2 separate regions of the Ovis aries genome follow, and region 1 is linked to region 2. Evidence: chromatin contacts called from public Hi-C data. All regions are on one chromosome and are shown on one strand. Each heading gives the region's core, a stretch centred on a gene start, on an enhancer-like site or on the middle of the called end of the contact. The rest is flanking DNA. Distances are from core to core; before and after follow the strand shown. Region 1 holds the start of TAF2 (TATA-box binding protein associated factor 2). Region 2 has its middle 35 kb from the start of SLC10A5.

Region 1 (4,467 bases), core at 1,760-4,259, 350 kb before region 2:
GGACTTCTATCACCTTCACCAGCTTTGTTGGTAGTGATGCTTTCTAAGGCCCACTTGACTTCACATTCCATGATGTCTGGCTCTAGATTAGAGATCACACCATCATGATTATCTGGGTCATGAAGATCTTTTTTGTACAGTTCTTCTGTGTATTCTTGCCACCTCTTCTTAATATCTTCTGCTTCTGTTAGGTCCAGACCATTTCTGTCCTTTATTGAGCCCATCTTTGCATGAAATGTTCCCTTGGTTTCTCTAATTTTCTTGAAGAGATCTCTAGTCTTTCCCATTCTGTTCTTTCCCTCTATTTCTTCGCATTGATCGCTGAAGAAGGCTGCCAGTAGGTGCCCAATGTGCTACTGGAGAACAGTGGAGAAATAACTCCAGAAAGAATGAAGGGATGGAGCCAAAGCAAAAACAATACCCAGCTGTGGATGTGACTGGTGATAGAAGCAAGGTCCGATTCTGTAAAGAGCAATATTGCACAGGAACCTGGAATGTCAGGTCCATGAATCAAGGCAAATTGGAAGTGGTCAAACGAGATGGCAAGAGTGAATGTCGACATTCTAGGAATCAGCAAACTAAAATGGACTGGAATGGGTGAATTTAACTCAGATGACCATTATATCTACTACTGCGGGCAGGAATCCCTCAGAAGAAATGGAGTAGCCATCATGGTCAACAAAGGAGTCCGAAATGCAGTACTTGGATGCAATCTCAAAAACGACAGAATTATCTCTGTTCGTTTCCAAGGTAAACCATTCAATATCACAGTAATCCAAGTCTATGCCCCAACCAGTAATGCTGAAGAAGCTGAAGTTGAATGGTTTTATGAAGACCTACAAGATCTTCTAGAACTAACACCCAAAAAAGATGCCCTTTTCATTATAGGGGACTGGAATGCAAAAGTAGGAAGTCAAGAAACACCTGGAGTAACAGGCAAATTTGGCCTTGGAATGTGGAATGAAGCAGGGCAAAGACTAATAGAGTTTTGCCAAGAAAATGCACTGGTCATAGCAAACACCCTCTTCCAACAACACAAGAGAAGACTCTACACATGGACATCACCAGATGGTCAACACCAAAATTATATTCTTTGCAGCCAAAGATAGAGAAGCTCTATACAGTCAACAAAAAGAAGACCAGGAGCTGACTGTGGCTCAGATCATGAACTCCTTATTACCAAATTCAGACTCAAATTGAAGAAAGTAGGAAAACCGCTAGACCATTCAGGTATGAACTAAATCAAATTCCTTGTGATTATACAGTGGAAGTGAGAAATAGATTTAAGGGCCTAGATCTGATTGATAAGAGTGCCTGATGAACTATGGAATGAGGTTCATGACATTGTATAGGAGAGAGGGATCCAGACCATCCCCATGGAAAAGAAATGCAAAAAAGCAAAATGGCTGTCTGGGGAGGCCTTACAAATAGCTGTGAAAAGAAGAGAGGCGAAAAGCAAAGGAGAAAAGGAAAGATATAAGCATCTGAATGCAGAGTTCCAGAGAATAGCAAGAAGAGATAAGAAAGCCTTCTTCAGCGATCAATGCAAAGAAATAAAGAAAAAGAACAGAATGGGAAAGACTAGAGATCTCAAGAAAATTAGAGATATCAAGGGAGCACATAAAAGTGACTTAAATCACTCTGTAGGACAGTTCTTCCTGGTCTTTGTTTCTCTTGGCTCATTTTCTTACTTCTTTCCCCAAATCTGATCTGTTCCAGGGAGCTCCCTAAGGTCCATGCGCAACTTTTTGCTAAAGATGGATTCCACCACCCATTACTGGGGGTATTGGTGACCTGCCTCCCTTTTCTACCTCCAAGGAGCCTTTGTGGACCTGAGGGGTCAGGAAGTTTCCTTGACCTCAGGAATGGCCATCTTATCTCTATTCCAGCAGAGCTCAGCTTCTGCCACTAGCTTTTTCCTTGGAGTGTGGGGAGAACAAAGCTTCAGTTTTTCTCCACTTGACAGACACCAGCTGTCCAGCCCAGGGGCCCCTCTACCTGGCCCCTCTATCTTCTACCTCAGATATACACTTAGGGATGAAAGTCTGTGTACTACTTACTACTTATTTGCCTCCCATTCTTTCCTTAACCCAGTGACCTCTTTTTAACCCAGTTCCATCTATCTTGCTAAATATTCTCCATCTTCCATGCAAAATGGTATTAAAAAGTCTGTAACTCAAGAACACCCTTTTCAGTACTAGTCCCCTGTGAAGAAGAATAACAATAGTTTACCATCCTATAATGAAGGATACTGACACAGGTAATACTCAAAAACGACAAGTAATTTCTGGCTTTGGAATGCTTGATAAAGTTATTTTACATCTTTATTTTCCTAGTATGTTTTCCTTTAGACCAAAGTTCAAATTAATTTTAGCTAATGAACTTGTCATCAGGACAGATGGAAGGGTTAAACCTGGCCCAAAGTTAAAAAAAAAAAAGTTAATAATCCACAACCAAGATTCAACTGTCACTGGAATTTACAACCGTTTATTCTCAAGCACATGAAATGCAGACGACTTCAAAATAGTTCGGTGTTTCAGTATTTCTGCATCTGTATAATCCACTTATTTAATTAATTTTTCAATAAATACCGAGGCAGCAATGCCTAGTGAGGACGTGAATTCGAGTTAGACTCCCTGAGGTGTCATCTCGTCTTTTCCATCCGAAGTCACAGCTCCGGTGAGTTGAGGGTTCTTTTTACACAGTGCCCGGACGGACGCCTCCTGGTTTCCTAGGCCTCGGCCCCTGGCGCTTTGAAAACCTCGTCCCCAGGCTTTTCAGTGGTTGCGCTACATCTTCATTCCTCTAAAATTTGATGTTTCTCCTTTCCGTTCTGCTGTCCTCGCGTCATCCACAAAACATCTGTCAAGTTTCCTCAGCTTCAACGGTTTTCAGCCGCCGTCTGCACATTAATTGGCAAACGCAAACCCGGGAGCTCGCTAAGCCCCGCCCACGGACCACAAGACTTCCGGCTGCCGCCTCAGCATCGCCCTACTTCCGCTGACGTCAGGGGTCAGGGGTGCCGAGAAAGATGTCGGCTGGCGGGCGTCGTTGGGCGCTTCTGTGGGAAGGGTCTCCGTGACAGGCGCTCGACAGAGACGACGGACGAGCCGAGTCCCCAGAGCGAGTGTGAGGGGCGGCCGCGGCGGATCGGGCAGGGCCGGGCGTGGTGCCCAGGGCGCCCCCGCCGCGGGCCGTGACTTTTGGGAGCGTGCGGGAACGGGGGGCGTCCGGTGCCCAAGGCTGGTGATGCCCCGCCGCCGCCCGGGAGGCCGGGAAGCCGAGCTCCGCGGGGCCCCCGATGCCGCCGACTGGCTCTGACCCCGCCAGAATGAACAGGAAGAAAGGAGACAAGGGCTTTGAAAGCCCAAGGCCTTATAAATTATAAGTATTTTTTTCTCTATCTCCCTTTTTTCTGGGGCTTCCCGGGTGGCTCAGCCGGTTAAGAATCCGCCTGCAGTGCGGGAGACCCAGGTTGGATCCCTGGGTCGGAAAGATGCCCTGGGGGAGGGAAAGGCTACCCACTCCAGTGTTCTTGCCTGGAGCATCCCATGGACAGAGGAGCCTGGCGGGCTACAGTCCATGGGGCCACAGAATGGACACGGCTGAGCGACTAACACTTCTAGGTTTGGTTTTCCTTAGTTATAATTAATCAGTTTCACTGATCGCTTGAAACTTAGTGGGCGTGGAAAGCCTTGTGGGAAACTGGAAGCCGTCCACAGTTTTGTAGGGCGAAAATGTTTTCAATGACAATGGAATTTCAGCAGATTTACTGCCCTTTTCAGATTAATGTACCTTTTTCTTAAATTGTATTTTTGTCCAAAAAAATTTACTTTCGTGGCTGTTGCTGAATTTTAAATAAACAAGTTACGCTAATTTCTAGGGTTTTAGCATGAAAGATAAGTGTGATTTTGAGTTGCTTAGAACACAGTTCTTGTTCACACTGGGATCGAATTATACGTTATTTAATAATTGAAATATTTTCTTTATTCTTTAATGTACAACCCATCAGGTCGTCTGCATCAACAACATAAACTTCCAGAGAAAATCTGTCGTGGTAAGTATATTCTCAGCAATTATAAGCGATAACAACAGCATGCTTTACAATACTTAGAAACTTTCCGGGTCATGGGTTTTGAGAACAGATACGGATTAGAATTCAAACGTGTATGACTTCAGGAGCCATGGCCTTACTACTATACTGGCCAACACCTCAATTCTCCCTTTCCTTTTTTCCTGTTTTCCGATAAAAATTTATTTCTCTTAGTATGTTGTGGAATATGAAAGTCTATATTACCAAACATTTTAGATTTGTGTATGAAACAAGAATAAGTCCACAGTGAGATTTTTTTTCTGTGAAAAAATTAAGGCTGATACACAAACTGACTTATTAACTTGACTGTTCAGAGGCTGCTTTTGTTTTTCTAATTTTTGCCTGACCTTGTTTCCCTGGCATTGCTTTGTAGT
Region 2 (3,977 bases), core at 1,337-3,836:
CTCAGCCATTCTCAGACCAGAACGCTCTGCCACACGGCTTTAGCTTGTACGTCCTGCTGGCTGGCGATGTCGCGCACACTCTGATGGCTGCTGGCCTGTGCCCACCGTCACACCTACAGAGCCAGCCGTCATTCACACGTTGAGAAGAGACACGCAGCTTGCGGAGGTAGGGCGTGGGCGTCGCTGAGAGCCCGTGACTCTGCTTGCACAAGTGGTATGGACGTGCCGGAGTGTGCTAACCACGCGCTTGTTAAAGGGCATCTGGGCTGTTTCTCGCTCAATTATGTGTAAAGTGTGAACATCTGGGCGCTGCTTTCTGTTTTATGCTCATGTTTTCGTTTCTCTGGGGTAAATGGATAGAAGTGCCATTACTGGTTTTTTGACCCATTGGATATTCAAGAGTGTGTTCAATTTCATCGTATATTAGGTCTCATGTTAGGTAGTTTACTCTGCCGCAGGCTGATGTAACTGTTCTGAGCACATTTAAGGCAGGCTAGGCCGAGCTTTGATGTTCAGTAGGTGTATTCAATCCATTTTGGCTCAAGTATTTTCAGTTTATGATTGTTTACAGGGATGTGACCCCGTCAGCTGGTGCTGGTGGTAAAGAATCCGCCTGCCAACAGAGGAGACGCAGGTTCGACCCCTGGGTCGGGAAGCTCCCCGGAGGAGGGCACAGCCACGCACTCCAGTATTGCTGCCTGGAGACTCCCGTGGGCAGAGGAGCCCAGTGGGCTGCCGTCCCCAGGGTCGCAGTTGGACGGGACTGAAGTGAAGGCACACGGGCCCCATCGGGTGCCACAGAAGATCTGCATTTTGCTCTTTTACCTACATACCAAGCTCTGTACTTAAACGACCTTTATTTCATTCCTAAAAGTTGTCTTGTTCTTTTCCCCAAGTATATCCGCTCATTATCTGTGTACATTTTACCCTGGTTTCCCAGGTGGCTCTGGTGGTGAAGAACCTGCCTGCCGGTGCAGGAGATATGAGAGACGCGGGATCCGTCTGTGGGTCGGGAAGGTCCCCTCGTGGAGGGCGTGGCAATCCGCTCCAGGATTCTTGCCTGGAGAATCCCATGGACAGAGGAGCCTAGCAGGCTACAGTCGTGGGGTGGCAGAGTCGGACGTGACTGAAGTGACTAAGTATGCAACTTTCACCCTAGCTGTATTTAAACAGTTTACATCTAGCTATTTTGTTTCTTGTGTCTGACAGTTCTGAGATCTGAGGTCCTAAGGTGTCTAAATTTTTGCTTCCTGCAATTTTCACTGGTGGTGGCTTATCCCGTGTTTGGTGACTTTTGACTATAAACTCACAGATGGTTGATTTTAACCTGTGGGCACTCCAACGTCTAAGTTAAGAATGCTGTCCTTCAGAGAAGATTCCCATTTGTTCAGCCACTCTACCCTCTCTCGTGGTCTTTGGTAAATGCAGATTCTAAGGCCCACCTTCCCTATCCTCCTGTTCCAAAGCTAGTCTTCTGATTCATTGAACACGTTGAATGCAATGTATGGAATACGCGGGAGATATATCCTTAAGAAAGCCTCAGGATTTACTGGTTAGTCCCTCAACCATCACAGCTCTTTTTAAACAGAGACCTGGGGATTTCTTCTTCCACTTAGAAAGCACATTCTTACGCAGGGTTGACTGTTTTGTCTGGAACAGGCCGTCAATAGTGGAAACGTACCCACCGTTCCTTTACATTTTCTCGGTATATGCTCTTCCTAAATTGGCTTATTCAGGACTTCCCCGCCAGTCCAGTCACTGAGACTCCAAGCTCCCAGAGCAAGGGGCATGGATTTGATCCCTGGTCATCGAACTAAGATCCCATAAGCCGCACAGCATGGCCAACTACTTCTACTGCTACTAAGTCGTTTCAGTCGTGTCCGACTCTGTGCGACCCCATGGACGGCAGCCTACCAGGCTCCTCTGTCCGTGGGATTTTCCAGGCAAGAGTACGGAGTGGGGTGCCACTGCCTCCTCTGCAGCATGGCCCACCCCCCACCCCCCACCCCTAAACTGGCTTTCTCCTCCCCTAAGTCCAGCGAAGCCCTCCCCCTAAGTCCGGCGACTGGCCCCAGTTGTTTCCAAGTGCCTGCACTGCTGCTTTTTTTGCAGACTTATTCTTCTGCTCTGTTACTTCTGTAAAATGCCCAAAGGTACTTTTTGTCACCTTAGGTTATAAATAGACAAACGAGCTATGTACCACCTCTTAGTTACTTTCCCCTACCTATGTACACCTCAGCACAGTGCCTGCCTCCTAATAAATGCTGGTTGAAAATGTTCTATCTTCGATATTTTCTGTCAAACTGGTTTGTGTAGAGTTGGAGATAATGTTTTGTTTAGTGAAGAATTTGCTGGAGGTAGAGGGAAAATGGGGAGTTGAGTTTTCTTAGCAAACATTCCAAATATGACTGTTGGCGGAAGGATTTCTGAGTGGCAGGCAGAATGGAGATAAGGGGTAGGAAGTTTAAATGTTAATTTTCTTTCAAAAGGCATGCATAGCTAAACAAACAACCGTGGGTCATAAAGAGATTTTTGTTTTCAAAACTGGCTTTTGCCCTGAGGTTAATCACGGCACAGCGAATAACGTGAACGTAACTATGATGCCCCCTAGTGGCCATTTTCTGCCAGCGCAGAGGACAGAGTGGAGGGGGTCTTCAGCAAATAGACACGCCGGGAATTCTGAAATGTAGATATTCTGTTCTTTAAGCCAAATTTATCCACTCAGAAATCTAAAAAAGATTTCACTTTCTCCAGAAAGCAGTCACTCATAAAAGAACAAACTATGGCTGAACAAAACCCATTCTCTTGAAAAATAATTAATACATACCAATTTTTTTTCCCCACCAAAATATTGACATTTACTGCTTCACAGTCAGAAAACTGACTGACTCAGGATCCTTGCTCCCAAAGAGCTCAGAGTATTGTGGGGATACAGATATACAAACAAAAACTCTTACTTACTGAGACAAATTCAATATGGGTTTGCATACAATCCGAAAGAAGAGGTGAGCCAAAGACAGGGCAGACAGGCAGTGACCTTTGGCTTATGTTTTGGAGGTTGAGTCTGGTAGGCGGGGGAATTCCAGGCAGATGGAGCTTGGGTGGGAAGCCTCCTCTGGCACTTTCTGGTGGTGGCTTGATCGCAGGTTGCCTGTGGGGCTTCGGCCAAAAGCAGCTGGAAGGGGCGAGTCCAACAGTGCAAGGATGCGGGCATCAGTGAGGGATTGGGGTTTGCGTGTTGGAAGTGACGGATCAGAGAGAAATTTAATCTGGTGAGTGGTGGTGGTGGCGGTTTACTTGCTACGTCGTGTTTGACTTGCAACTGTAGCTGCAGCCCACCAGGCTCCTCTGACCGTGAGATTCCCCAGGCCAGAACACTGGAGTGGGCTTCCACCTTCCACCTCCTCCTCCAGGGACCTTCCTGACCTAGGGATGGAACCCGGGTCTCCTGCACTGCAGGCGGCTTCTTTACTGACTGAGCCACAGGGAAGCCCAGGTGTGTGTTACATGGGCTTCCACCGCAGGATCCTTGCCTGGGGAGAGACTGGATCTGAGAACATGCTTTTTTGGGCTGCGCTGGGTCTCCGTTGCAGCACGCAGGCCCCTCTGTCGCTGCGGGCAGGCGTCTCTCTAGTGGGCCTCACTGCCTCACAGCAGGGGGATCTCACCTGGGTCTCAGTCGAGGAGGCAGGCTCCTCTGTCACTGCGGGCAGGCGTCTCTCTGGTTGTGGACTTGGCTGCCCCACAGCAGGGGGATCTTGGCTCCCTGAAGAGGGCTTGAACCCGAGTCCCCTGAATTGCAAGGGGGTGGAGATTCTTAACCACCGGACCATCACAGGAGTCCTTTTTTTTTTTTTTTCATATTTATGTGAGTGATTAGATTTTAAGTGAGAGATCTGGGTGTTAGCGTGGAGGAGAGACTGGAGGGGGCTCTAGTGACTCAAGACTACTGCAGTAATTCCAGAGGTAACTGCCCA

The links. A called contact is a pair of places that touch in the nucleus more often than the background predicts.
Region 1: a Hi-C map of liver shows a contact between it and region 2, with 5 times the contacts expected there. The contact joins the promoter of TAF2 here to the enhancer-like site in region 2. A contact is called at or near these places in 3 of 16 Hi-C or Micro-C datasets (hypothalamus, liver and tail adipose tissue).

The regions. Positions count from the first base shown.
Region 1 is chr9:94,191,198-94,195,664 of ARS-UI_Ramb_v3.0, reverse strand. It overlaps TAF2 (TATA-box binding protein associated factor 2), which reads left to right and starts at 3,009. Exons shown (of 27, transcript XM_060393983.1): 1 at 3,009-3,385; 2 at 4,004-4,057. The coding sequence starts at 3,302.
Region 2 is chr9:93,843,845-93,847,821 of ARS-UI_Ramb_v3.0, reverse strand. No RefSeq gene overlaps it. Among named protein-coding and RNA genes, the nearest start is that of SLC10A5, 35 kb to the right of the region's middle. Within about 2 kb of position 2,586, at least 3 of the 54 cell types and tissues checked have an H3K27ac peak or open chromatin away from gene starts, as enhancers often do. A contact at or near this core is called in hypothalamus and liver, where this site is marked.